2 separate regions of the Mus musculus genome follow, and region 2 is linked to region 1. Evidence: chromatin contacts called from public targeted proximity ligation data. All regions are on one chromosome and are shown on one strand. The core of a region is the stretch at or near the end of the contact, and the rest is flanking DNA. Distances in the headings are between cores, read along the strand shown. Region 1 overlaps Dennd3 (DENN/MADD domain containing 3). Region 2 has its middle 14 kb from the start of Ptp4a3.

What was found.
Region 2: a targeted proximity ligation map of memory CD8 T cells shows a contact between it and region 1, with 12 read pairs. A contact is called at or near these places in 2 of 130 datasets of targeted methods (the 230-238 cell line and memory CD8 T cells) and 3 of 9 other capture datasets (adipose tissue, liver and pancreatic islet).

Annotation. Positions count from the first base shown.
Region 1 is chr15:73,542,351-73,548,580 of GRCm38.p6, reverse strand. It overlaps Dennd3 (DENN/MADD domain containing 3), which reads right to left. Exons shown (of 23, transcript NM_001081066.1): 10 at 5,765-5,861; 11 at 4,120-4,223; 12 at 3,436-3,635; 13 at 939-1,460. Among named protein-coding and RNA genes, the nearest start is that of Dennd3, 33 kb to the right of the region's middle.
Region 2 is chr15:73,730,887-73,737,092 of GRCm38.p6, reverse strand. It overlaps a transcript of Ptp4a3 not described here. Among named protein-coding and RNA genes, the nearest start is that of Ptp4a3, 14 kb to the left of the region's middle.

The sequences.
Region 1 (6,230 bases), core at 1,526-4,025:
ACCACATGGCAGCTCATAAATATCTGTAACTCCAATTCCAGGGGATTCAGTACCCTCACACAAACATACATGCAGGCAGAACACCAATGCACATAAATTAAGAATAAATAGAAATAAAATATTTAACTTTCTTTGTGAAAATAAATAAGTACATTCATCTCCTTATGTGGGATATTTGCTTTCATCTGTTTTTTTTTAAATAGATTTTTTTCTATTTTCTTTATTTTATATATGAATGCTCTGCTGCATATGCACCCACAGGCCAGAAGGAGGCATCAGATCCCTTTATAGATGGTTGTGAGCCACCACATGATGGCTCAGGACCTCTGGAAGAACAGTCAGTGCTCTTAACTGCTGAGCCACCTCTCCAGCCCCCTAAAATACAAATTTTTAAGACAGCTTCACACAGCCCAGGCTGTTCTCAAACCTGTTATGTAACCAAGTATTCTTGACCCTCTGACGCTCCCATCTCTCCTCTCTCATGCTAGGATTATAGTTGTAAGCCACCATGCCTAGTTTATTGTAGGTGCTGGAGTTGGACCCAGGGCTTCAAGCATACTAGACAGGCACTATATCCCAGTCCTGCTTCTCTCTTCAACCAATGTTAATATCATATTGTATACAACATAGTTAGAAATACACGTCCTTGTGATTTATTATCAGTCAGTGTTTGCTTTGCACTTATTTGCACTTCCTCTGATTTACCTAGGTCTCATGGGAATCTCTTGGGTGAAAACGGTTATGAGTACGAATTTAAGCAGCCATGCCTTAGGGAACAGTGACAAGGAAAAAAACAAAGCCTGTCCATGTTCAGTGTCCATGTTCAGTGAGGACACAGCTCGTTTTTATACCTTGAATCTTTAGGAGGTTGAATTACAGCTATTGACCTGCAGACCTGGGGGACACTGGTACCCAGGGATGCTGTGGGGCGCTCTTACCGAAGGTCAGTGCATCAAACAGACGGTGGATAATGACGGCGTCCTTCACGATCCCCGACTCCTGGACTCGCTTCACAAAGTCATTGAGTTGCATGTGCTTCTTGGGCAGTTCGAAGTTCTTCACGGCGTCATCTGCCTTGGGGGCCTCGCCGTGCTTATCAAAGACCTCTGTGATGAGCCGCCTGAGCTCAGGCGTCCGCTCGGCCTGGGCCCGCTCAGAGGCCGACATGGATTCCACCGTTCTCTTGACCAGATCAGCCGGGAAGATCCCTATGTCGGTCTTATACAGGTTCTGGAAATCCAAGAGGGCACTCAGCAGTTGTCCCTGCATCAGATGGAGAAGACCACGCAGGTAGAAGTACCTGGCTAGGAGCAGAGAGTCGCCAGGACCCAACAGCGCCATGGCCTTGCTCAGGAGAGTGACGAAGTCTGTATAGTATGCCTGAACACACTGGCTCTCCAGTGGGAAGTGGATATCAGGGATCTTGAACATATATGTTGACTTAGGGGTCACTTTGAGAACTAAAAAACAAACAAACAAACAAACAAGGGAAAATGCATGTAATTAGCATGGTCCTGGAAAAGGCAGAGGCACCCATAACACTGTTGAGGGCAGCTTTGTGTGTCTTGGACAAGAACCCATGTGTTGTGGATGGGCCTGGTGCTGCTCTTGTGAACCAATTCCCTAAGGAATAAAGGAGCCAATCACTGGGCGAGTAAGGACTTCCGAGTTAGACAGAGGAAGAGAGGAAACAGGAGAGAGTTAGGTGTTTTTGGTGGGCACAACATGAGGACAAGATGTAATTACGAGTGTCTCTGGGTTCCAATGGTGGATCTGTCAGGATTTGCCCCTGGAGGATTTAGATTTAATAAGGCTTCCAAGTTAGGATTTTAGTTGTTGTGCCTAGTGATTGAGTTACTGTTGTTTCAGAACTAAGTTTGTGTTGTGTCTTTCTTCACGGAGGTGGCTCGTCTGGGTTCAAGAGAGAAAGGTATGATGGCAAAACGTGGGTTTGCTTGATGTGTACCACAAAGGTCATGGGGGATTTGAAGCCTGGGGTTAGTGTGGTAGCAACCCACCAGGAGGAACTTAGCAAGCTGGGTGGAGATGTTCCAGGAGCTCCAGGCCAGAGAGTCTTCTTGAGATAAAAACAAGTCGACCATTGCCTGCTACTGCAGGGCCGGCCAGCCCACCAGTAAGAGAGTTGCTGGTGCATGCCAGCTCATTTTTTGTTATTATTATTTCCCGCAACACCTACATGCCCCTTCCAGGGCATTCCCAATACCCCAGAGGTAAAGAAGAGTCCATTTGTTCCCAGAGAGGCAGTAACTATTCTCCATGGGACAATTATGTTTTTAAAACTATGAATATTAAGTAAAAATGCTAGGACTGGGCCCTTGAAGATTAAGCTGATAACCAAAGCCAAGATATGCCTGCTAAGTAGGGCCTAGCCTTTAGAAGCATTTGTCACCTTAACAGTGGCCTGGGCAGTGGTAGCCCAGTACTCCCACTGCAAAGATTCGAAAGGTCAGGACTAAAGAGACCGGAGCTAAGTGCCACAGGCATTCTGAAGCCCCCTGGGGACTAAACACTGACCAAGAGTTGAAGTCCCTCTCCTCCTAAAAGCTTCCTTGGAACAGGGGACCAGAGGTAGCCACTGCATCCACACCCATGCGAGAGGTGGTCCTTTGGCTATGGAGGCTGGAGGAAGGTGGAGCCCACAATGGTCAGGGAGCTCAGATGAACACAGAAAAGGCAGGCAGACTGTGTCCCAGAGTGAGTGTGCACACACCTGCCAAGCCCAGAAAAGGAACTGGTCTGTCTGAGGTCAGACACCCAGGAAGTGGCTACCAAGGGGCTCACACCTCCTCCTACTGCTCTGAGCTTTGAGACTTTTTCATTTCCATACTGTCTTTTCAGACAGACAGCCCGAGCTAAGACCAGCAGCTGCAAGGCCATGCATGGCACCCAACAATCTTCCGTACCCAGTAAGGACTCTGTGGGACACACCGTAGACGCCTATGATGTCACACAGACCAGGAAGAGCCTTGAGAAGGTTTTGCAGAAATACAATAATAGCTTGTAACTATCTAACAGCAACCTTTAGGAAGGGACTGGTACCGACCAGGGGCATCCCATCACACATCTGTAAATACAGACATGTATTTTATCTATCACACACACAGTGGTGGGGGCAGAGACACAAAATAGTTTTTAAAAACCAGTTTTTTGGATTTTTTTCCCCTGTTTTTATGGAGGCACGAACTCAGCCTCACTATGACCACATTCACACAGGGTAGCTTGAAACCCAGACTGGTCCCGAACTCACAAGCACCAATGCTGCACCAGACCCCTGAGCTGCTAAGATAACAGGCATTTACCACCATGCCTGGCCAAAATAGTTTATATTCTTAAGAACATTCCCTCCCTCAGAAGCAGGCTATGATCTCTAAGCTGCAACACTGGGGGAATAGACGCAGGAGGGTAGCACCTCACCTGGACTGCTGCTTCTGCAGTTTGAGGTGTCCATTATCCGAAGCGATGAGTTCCTGGGAGGCAGCTCGGGCAGGGAGATGTCCTGCAGGTTGGGCATGCTGACCACCATGCGTCTGTGGGTGATGTGCAGGGGTGAGGCCTTCCTGGAGGCCATCTTCTCCACAGTAGGTCTCCTTGGACTTATCAGCATCCTGTCTATCCTAGGGAAAAGCAAGAGTTCACTTCATGGGCACGAAGATGTAAGTGTGAGCCTCTACTCCCTATCGCACCCAGAGCAATGAGCAGGGTGAGAGGCATGCACGGGTAAGAACCTGTCACTAAGTCCAGCCTCAAGTAGCTCAAGGGGAAAGGACAGAGGTTCTCAGCCCACAGTCCCAGAGATGGACAGGGCACGGTCGTGGGTGATGCACACGAGATATCAGGAAAACACAGGGGAAAAAAAATAGGCCTGTGAATGGGGAACATGGGAAGGAAATGAAGACGGACAGAGATCAGGGTGTGGCAGGATGCTCCGCCAGGCACACAGAGCCTGCCTGCACGCAATGGGGACACACAGAGGATGCACCTTTGGAGGTTCCTGGCGAACTGCTCAATAGCCCACTGAACTGATCATCTGTATGTCCAAATGAAATGGACGTATGAACCCTCAGTCCCCCAAAGAGGACCTCGAACAGAGCTAGGCACCTGTCCTCCTCAGACTGAGTGTCGAGGTCCATCCGAGCAAAGGCGTCCATCCTGCCGTTGAGCCGCGCCTTCAGAAAGGAGTGGAACATGTAGGTGTCCAAAACCTGCATGTGAGAAAGGCTGTCATGCTGCGCTCATGGTCCTCCGGCCTCCATCCAAAGCCAACAGCAGCCCCACTGAGGCATGGCCTCTCCCCCACCGGCTCCACTGGGCAGGAGTCTGTGCAAACAGGAAACTTCACAATGGATGCATTTTTATTTTTATTATTTTTAGTAATGTGTCTGTGAATATATGCAGGTGCCTACAGGGGCCAGGGGAGTCAGATCCCCCGATATCTGAGATTATGGGCTCAGGGTAGGTGCTAGAAACTGAATACAATCTTAGCCATTGAGCCATCATCTCTCTAGGCTTGCAATTGGTTCGTATGGACACAGAGATTCCTAACCTGCACCTAAAAAATCACGAAAGCTAAAAAAGCCCAGGTCGCCTGGCCACTAGGCCAGCTGTGCTTGTGCTATATGTGCCCCGCATCCCAGGGACCTCTGCACACTCTACAGCGCCCAGACTAGCTCTGTCTGCTTTGACAGGCTGCCTCAGGAACCACACAGCCCCAGGATCCTGACTCTACAGGGGACCCCCCTAGCACCGCAGCTGTAGTTGTTTCCACCCGGTTCTGTAGGTAAGCATTTGTCCACCGGCAAGCAAGCTCTCGGACTACAGGTTCCTCCCAACAAAGGCAGGAAGAGGAGGTAAAAGGTACCCAGATGCACAAGGTGGGGCTCCAGGAATACCCAAGCCAGGTATGCAAAGGCAGGAAGATGCAAAAGAGAAACAGGCCACACAAAGGTTGAAGGGAACAGTCTGAATAGCTAGAGAACCCAGCGCTGGTATGGAGAGCCCTGTTCCGGATGGTGGGTCCACAAACCGACCTGGGTTACTATAAGAAAGTAGAGGACACCAGGAGGGTCACAGGGCAGAAAAGGAGAAGAGAGGCATACGCAAGCACCATGAGGGAGTCATACCAGTTAACCCAAGTGGCTGGGCTGTACCCTGGAGGCAGGCAGCTCTTCCCACCTCAAATATGTCACAACAGACCCATGGGGTGGGGGGTGGGCACAGGGCTGCCTGCCAGATCAAAGACCCCTGTGCTCTGTACACTGGACAAACCAGTCACTAAGGGTTGGGCAGAAACAGAGGGCTCCCCCACAAACCTAGGCTAATGTCAGGAAGCTGCCAAGACACAGCTAAGGTCCGTCTCTGAGAGAAAGAAAGGACTGGTGCTCTCAGACTAGCAGGGCAATGGCAAGGAACCCTCCCAGGGCCACGTTCTCCTCACACACAGAGCAAAGGCTGCCTAGGCTGAAGTCAGGGAAAGGGTACCTGATGCCCTGACTGAGGACATGGTCACCCAGGAAGGCACATGTGCCACAGTCCATCAAACCACATGCTTAATACTGTGTCTCTTAATTAATGTACTATACTACAAAGCTAATTTAGAAATAAGGTAGCAATGGAATCAGACAAAAAAAAAAAACTTCTGAAAAGACCAATACAATAAGACATGATTAGATCTGGAAAGGCCTTTGAGAAACGGTTCAACAAGGAGGAATAAGTGGGTGGAGCCTCCCAGCCCCGCCCCTCTTACCTGCTTATAAAACTGCTGGTCCCCTGCCGCTCTTGTCTTGAGAAACTCCTCGCTGTTGAAGACGCGGTGTTCATAATTCAAGTGATTCTTCACTTCCCTAGCAAAGAGAAGGTGGGCCACGCACTCAACCACCACAATGCCCAAAGTCATGCTGTCCAGCAGGAGAATGGTGCTGAGAAACACACTCTTCGGAGCTCACTGCATCCCAGGATGACAGCATCAGGATGGACTGTGTGGTCCTCATCACTTCTCTAACCAGGAAGAAGCTGGGAGACAGGGCCACTGCCTCCTTGGACCTCAGCTCTTTATGCCAATTAAGGCTCAACAATCAGCTATCATGCTACAAAAACCACTGAGTTCAGAGGTCAATTTGGAGTTAGAGGGCATGGAAATGCTGCCCACAATGCAGCCACAGCCACAAGTCTATTTAGCCAAGCTTCTCCACTCCATAACCTGTCCCACAAGC
Region 2 (6,206 bases), core at 2,638-5,137, 190 kb before region 1:
TACAATGTACACCATACAGGAAGTATGAGATGCTGTGGTTGACAGTTCATTCTCAGGGCTAAGTAGTCATTGCTACTTCCCAGTTCCAAAATACCTTCACAACTACAGAGACTCTGCAGCCAAGTGTGGTGGAACACCCCTGGAATGCCAGCACTCAAGTGCCCAGCAAGATGGCTTAGCAGGTAAAGGGGCTTACTGCACAACCTGAAGACCTGAGTTCAATCCCTGGGACCTACATGGTGGAGGAAGAAAACCAACTCCTGGGAGTTTAATCAATTAATCAATCAATCGATCGATCAATTAATCAAGTAATCAACTGGTGATTGAATAAATAAATTTAACTAAAGATTTCAGGGGAATTTTTCTTTTAATCCCAACACTCAGGCAGCCGAGACAAAAGAACTGTTGTCAGTCTAAGGCCTGTCTCGGGTATACAGCAATACTCTGTCTCCAGATTTAAAACTTGGAAGTCTTGGAGCTGCAGCCCAGGGGCAAAGTGCTGGGCAAACATGTGTGAGGCCCTGGGGACCTCCTGTCAGCACACAGAGCAGCCACAAGCATTCACCTCTTCCTCTGGCCCCCATCTGTGGTTCCCTGTCTGGGATTTTAAAAGGATGTCGCATGGAACCATTGTGATGTCTTTTCCCATACATGCATGTCTTCAAAGATCTCACTTGTAGCAAGCCAGTGCTTCACTTCCTTTTATTAGCCAAATCGTATTCCACTGTAGGAACATGCCATGTTTTATCTAGTCCTCGGCTAAGGGACATTTAGATCACTGTGAGCCCGAGCTGGAGACAGTGTTGATCATTGCAGGAATAAGGGAGGCGGATGCTATGAGATGCCGGGGTCCAAGAGCACTGTGGCACCCCGAGAGGGACCAGGAAGCCTAGAGCTTAAACCAGGCAGGGAAGTGGGCTATGGCAACAAGGGCAGGATAACAGAATCCAGCCCACACCTGGGGCACCTGGCAGAATGTTGGCAGTGTGTGGCCACTGAAGAGGTGCAAGGTAAAGGGGAGAGGAGGGGAGAAGGGCAGACCTGATGGGCCACTGGGCAATGGTCAGGACCTCAGGAGAGCTCAGATCACTCCCCTGAGGACAGGAAATGTTTGTCTAAGCATTTGAAAAGCTGCAACACACTCTGACAAGGGAGGGAGGGAGGGGGAGAGGGATACAGGGAGAGAGGGGGAGAGAGAGAGAGAGAGAGAGAGAGAGAGAGAGAGAGAGAGCGCAAGCGAGCTAGAGAGAGCACCCTGGGGCTGTTTACTGAGCTTATTTGGACAGAGCCAGTAGCAGGCTCCTGGGAGATCTGGGCAGCTGAGTGTCTCTCTCTGAAGGACCCTAAACACTGGGAAAGAAGGGGAAGAAAAAAGACTTGGCCAGTTCCCACCATCCTACAGGATGGGATAGTCACTGTCTATTTACATTGGCCTTCTTTAAGTTCACCCAACTGTGTAGTGGGGTAGACATCCCCAGGACTGGCTTACTGTGTGACTGTCATATACACAGGACAATGAGGGACGTGTCATTGTTAATAGAAGAGTAGAGGATAGGTGTCCACAGGAGGGCCCAGCAACAAAGGGCCACTGTGGAATAAGTGGGCATCATCTATAATAAAAGCCAGCTAGGCCAGCTCTCAGAAATCAGAGTCACCATGGGCACCAACAGATCTCTGGTCTTCATCCAGGCCTGTCCCAGAGTCCAACACAAGAGAGGACACAGACAGTCCCTACAACCCCAGGCAGAGGGCAGCTCTGGAAGGGGGTCTAGTGAGATGCTGAGCCACTCGCCTGAGGGCCAGGCCTCCTGGAACAGCCCCAGCTGGGTATCCTAGGTCGTTCATCTTCCCCCATCACACCTCAGGGAGACCATGGCCTCCTCCAGATGCTCTCGCACCCAGAGGATCGCCCCAGAACCAGTAACTGTTCTCTAAGCCTCCTCTGCACCTGCCTCCCCAGCTGCGTCTGCAAACCACTGAGCTCAGTGCAGCGCTGCCCCCAGGCCTTTGCACGGCCTAGCTGCTCAATGGACGTCTCTGCCTCCCCACGTCTCCTCGTCACTCGAACCTCAGGTCAGTGACTTCTGGGCTAACAGCTGTCCATCAGCACTGTCTGACCTGGAATCTGTCCTCTTCCCACTGAGGGGATGCCCTTGTCTATGGATTCTGAACACTGCACCCAGTAGGTATTTCAATGGGTATGCAAATACAGGGGGTGTGCAGTGGGATAAGACCAAGGTGGGGACTACATACCCAGGACACCAGGCCTGGCCAGGACCACGTGGCCAGTGAAATGAAGGACAGCTGGCAGGCTTGTCCCTTCCCACCAAGCCTCCCAACCTCAGAGCCTGGACCAAAGATAGAGATGATCAAAAGTCACCACTTGGGATGCCCCTCCCCCAAGAGAAGGAAGGTTCTCAGGGGATCCCCCCCACCCCCGCAGCCCACCTCAAGGAAGATAGCACATGCCAAGAAAGAACCAGGATTACTTCTGTCTGGGAACATAAACCAAGGAAACCGAGTGGCCAGGAGCGAGCTATCCAGGGTCTGCATGCAGCTGGGGGGCCGAGGGTACCAACACAAGCCTGCAATCCCAGACTTGGGCAGCAGCAGAGACCATACAGGTCTCTCAGGCACTCAACTCAACCTTCCCTAACTGCTGTAGACCTGTTCTTCCCCACATGGGCTTTATGCACCAGCTGGGGCAGCCTATGGCTCTTGCTAGCTCCTAAAGCTTAGAGAAGAGGGTTCCTGGTTTTCCTCGTATTGCTCGGTGACTCTCTAGTCTAGCCAGTGGTCAGTGGGGGTTGGTGGGGGATGAACACTAACCAGTACTTCTGAACACAGCATGCTCCTACACGGTAAAGGGCAGGTGGGCTTCTTGTTCGTGTTTATCCTGGCTGCCTCCCTCTGGAGGCCCTCCAGGATCCTTAAGGATGTAGCCTCACCCTGGCAAAGACTTCCTGAATGATGTCTCTGGACTCTCTAGGGGACTCTCTGGTCACAGACCTGCTGAGCTGTTGGCCAGAAACCACGCACACACTCTCCAGATCACCCTAGCCTGCATGGCCTGATGGTCTCTATATCATCTCTGGAATCTTTGAGGACCAGGACCCATCCTTCTGCTCCCGTGCTCAGCGGGCTTATGTGCCGTATCCTGTGGATTCTCTGGGTGTTGCCTCCCAGCTGTGAACACAGGCCTAGGATCCCAAATTAGCCTGACTCTGTCCATCCAAATGCCCTCGTCTTGGCAGGCCAAGGGAAGAGCAGAGGGAAGATCCCCTGGTATCAGCGGGGTGTACTGGGCCTAGGAAAGCATCACAGCTAAGGTGTCCCTGCCCTAGCCAGGCCGGGACACGGTGCAGTCAGCCTTACCCTGGGCTCTGCACTCTCAGCTACAAGGTAGACACCTGGCCCACTGTGCTTGATGCTCCTTGGCTACACTTGGGGTTGGCTGTGGTTTAAATACTTTAGCCCATTCCACTGGGACTTCTGCACTATCTCAGATTCACTCGGTATCTCGTGGGAAGGCAAGATTATTGGGCTGAGCCAAGGCTGACCCCACTCTGAAGGTCTGGCCTCACAGAGACAGCCAATCATCTCCTGACCCTGGCACAGCCTCTGAGGTGGGGGGAGTCTCAGCCCAGGGCTGTGTGAAGCTGGATCGCAGGACGGCATGTCCTCGGTGTACACAGCAAATGCTCTGGACCTACCAGTGGTCCTCCTGGGACAATCAATGGCCACCACTGTGCCAAGGGACAGCCTCTGTTCCGACCCAGACTGGGTTCTCATGTTCACTTCCTCCAGCACAGGACAGAGGCTTGGAAGGATGCTTGTCTGGGAAACCCCAGCACATCTAGGGGTTTGCACTCAGGGTCGTATCGTAAGCTACAGTCTCCAGAAACCGGAAGTCTCCAGAAACAGGGGGGAGGGGAGACACTGAGAATGAGGAGGCTATACCTTGACCTACCCATAGCTGGCTGAGACAGGGCTGTGTGACCCCCAGGGCCCACCCAACTCCCCAAGGCAGACGAAAAGCCAGGACAGACACAAGGCTGCCAAGAACCCAGGCCACAGGTCCCACAGGGTTCGAGGTCCCTCCTGGGGCAGGGCAGGCCCAGCTGGCAGTGTCCGTGGGAACAGTCCCCAGGCCCTGTCAATCACACTTAGACCAGCCAATGGACAAATGCCTGGGGCAGTTGGATACGCTTGGCCTGTAAGGCAGAAGCCCAGGTTCCTAGGCCTAAACAGCCAGTCTAATGAGCTGATATGGAGGTCCGAGAGGACTTCTGAGGAACAAACGGACCAGAGGCCTGTGGAAGGGGAATAGAGGGGTCCGAAGGGCCCAGACCACTGGTACTATTTGTGCTCTGTGATCTCTCTACTTCTCTCTCCTCTGCCCCCACTCCCAGGGGCCCCTCCCTTCCCAAGGCCACATCTGCTTCCTGCACCTCTTCCGCTTCCTGCCCTGAGATCACTCCTCCCCCATGCAGCCTCCACCTGGTGGTCCGTGCAACGTGTGTCCCCTCCTGTTCCCAGGATCCCACACACATCACACAGACCACCCTGGGATGGAGCCCCAAGTGGCTTTGCCTGAGTCCTGTGATCAGCACTATTGGGCCTCCTCTGGGCGGGGGAGGGGTGGACAGACGGTCAGATGGCTCCTAGATGAAATGTCTCAACCCCACTCCAGCCACACACCCGGCTCCCAGCCCTGCCTGGCTCTGTTCTCCCAGCTCCCTGCCCCCTTGCTCCACTGGGGGACTCCACAGCACAGACCCCCAAGCCGCTGGCTGTCCTCACAGGCCTGAAGGGGCCCCTGGGGACGGCCCTTCCGGTGACTTCCTGCCAGGGAGGCTAAGCGAGGGTAAATAAGCCCTCCAGATGGCTTCCTGCACTGGCCAGTCGTGGGAACTACAGCTAGTAGGAGGAGACAAAGGGGTAGGGGGGAGCAGGAGGGCCTGCCTCGCAGTAGCTGAGGACTCCCGAAGTCCCTAAACAGAGACTTCACACCTTCTGACAGGGGAGGAAACTGAGGTCCTCGCAGTCAAACGGCAGCAGACAAATGTCAGCCGTCAGCGTGGTGCAGTCCTATGAGCTAATCATCGCCTCTCTGTCACTGAGGGAACTGGGTGCCACAGCTGTTCTGGGTTCCTCCCACACACACCTGGGGGTGCCTTCTCTGGCTCACCACAAACAAAAGGACCAAGAGAGCTGGCTCAGGCCACTCTGCAGAGGCATAACATCAGCCTGCCTTCCACTTGACACTTCCACCTGCAGGAGGCCAGCCCCAGACAGCAGCTTCCTGCCTGAGAACTGGCGAGGGGTGGAGGGCGGGGTTAAAGAGCAGCCACCCCCAGGTTACCTTGAGAATTAAAGAGGTACCCTGGACCAGTGCCTAACCACCAACCCCAAAGGGCTCAGCAAAGCCCTGCCCAGGTGACGTGGGCTGCACCCCACTAGCCCCTCTCTCCATACCATTTGCCACCACCTCCTAGAAGCCCACCTGACTACCCGGTAAGAAGAAAATCACCTTCCTGCAGCACAACCTCTAGGATGCAGAGCTACATGCTCCAAGAAGATGATTACTGTCCTCTGTCATCCTGCTGTGTATGTGTGTGTGTGAGAGAGAGAGAGAGAGAGAGAGAGAGAGAGAGAGAGAGAGAGAGTTTCTCCAGTATAGGACCATGCCTTTTCCACTTTTCTACTCCCATGAAGCTACTACAGACCAGGACTGCTTCCAGGGAACCTGGGAGGCAGAACAAAGCCAATAGCCTGTGTCCTCATCCCCCATACAGCAGCCAGGACAGTGGCAATGGGGTAACGTGGGATCAGGGCCAGCAGATGGGACTAAGAGATTCACACAATGCCCAAACGCACGTCCCTAGCTGTCCAGAACTTCCATTGTAAGTGGGGGTAGGGAGGCAGGCAATAAACAACCCTTCAAGACCCAGGAACCAGAGGCCCACAGTCAAGGCCATGGGAAAGTCCAAGTGTGATGTTGGCATCCTGTTCCTGTAGCGCTGAGCATAAAGGGGAAGGCCAGCATACAAGGAAGCTCTTCCCTGGGCCATTTACAACAAACGTGGCCAAATCTACAAGCTGAGCCGTGAACAGTGTTTAACTGCTGCGATCATCTGTTGTGAGCTCTGAAGCCACTACTGGTCCACACCAGCCCCAAGAGCCCTGACGGAAAGGGAAATCAA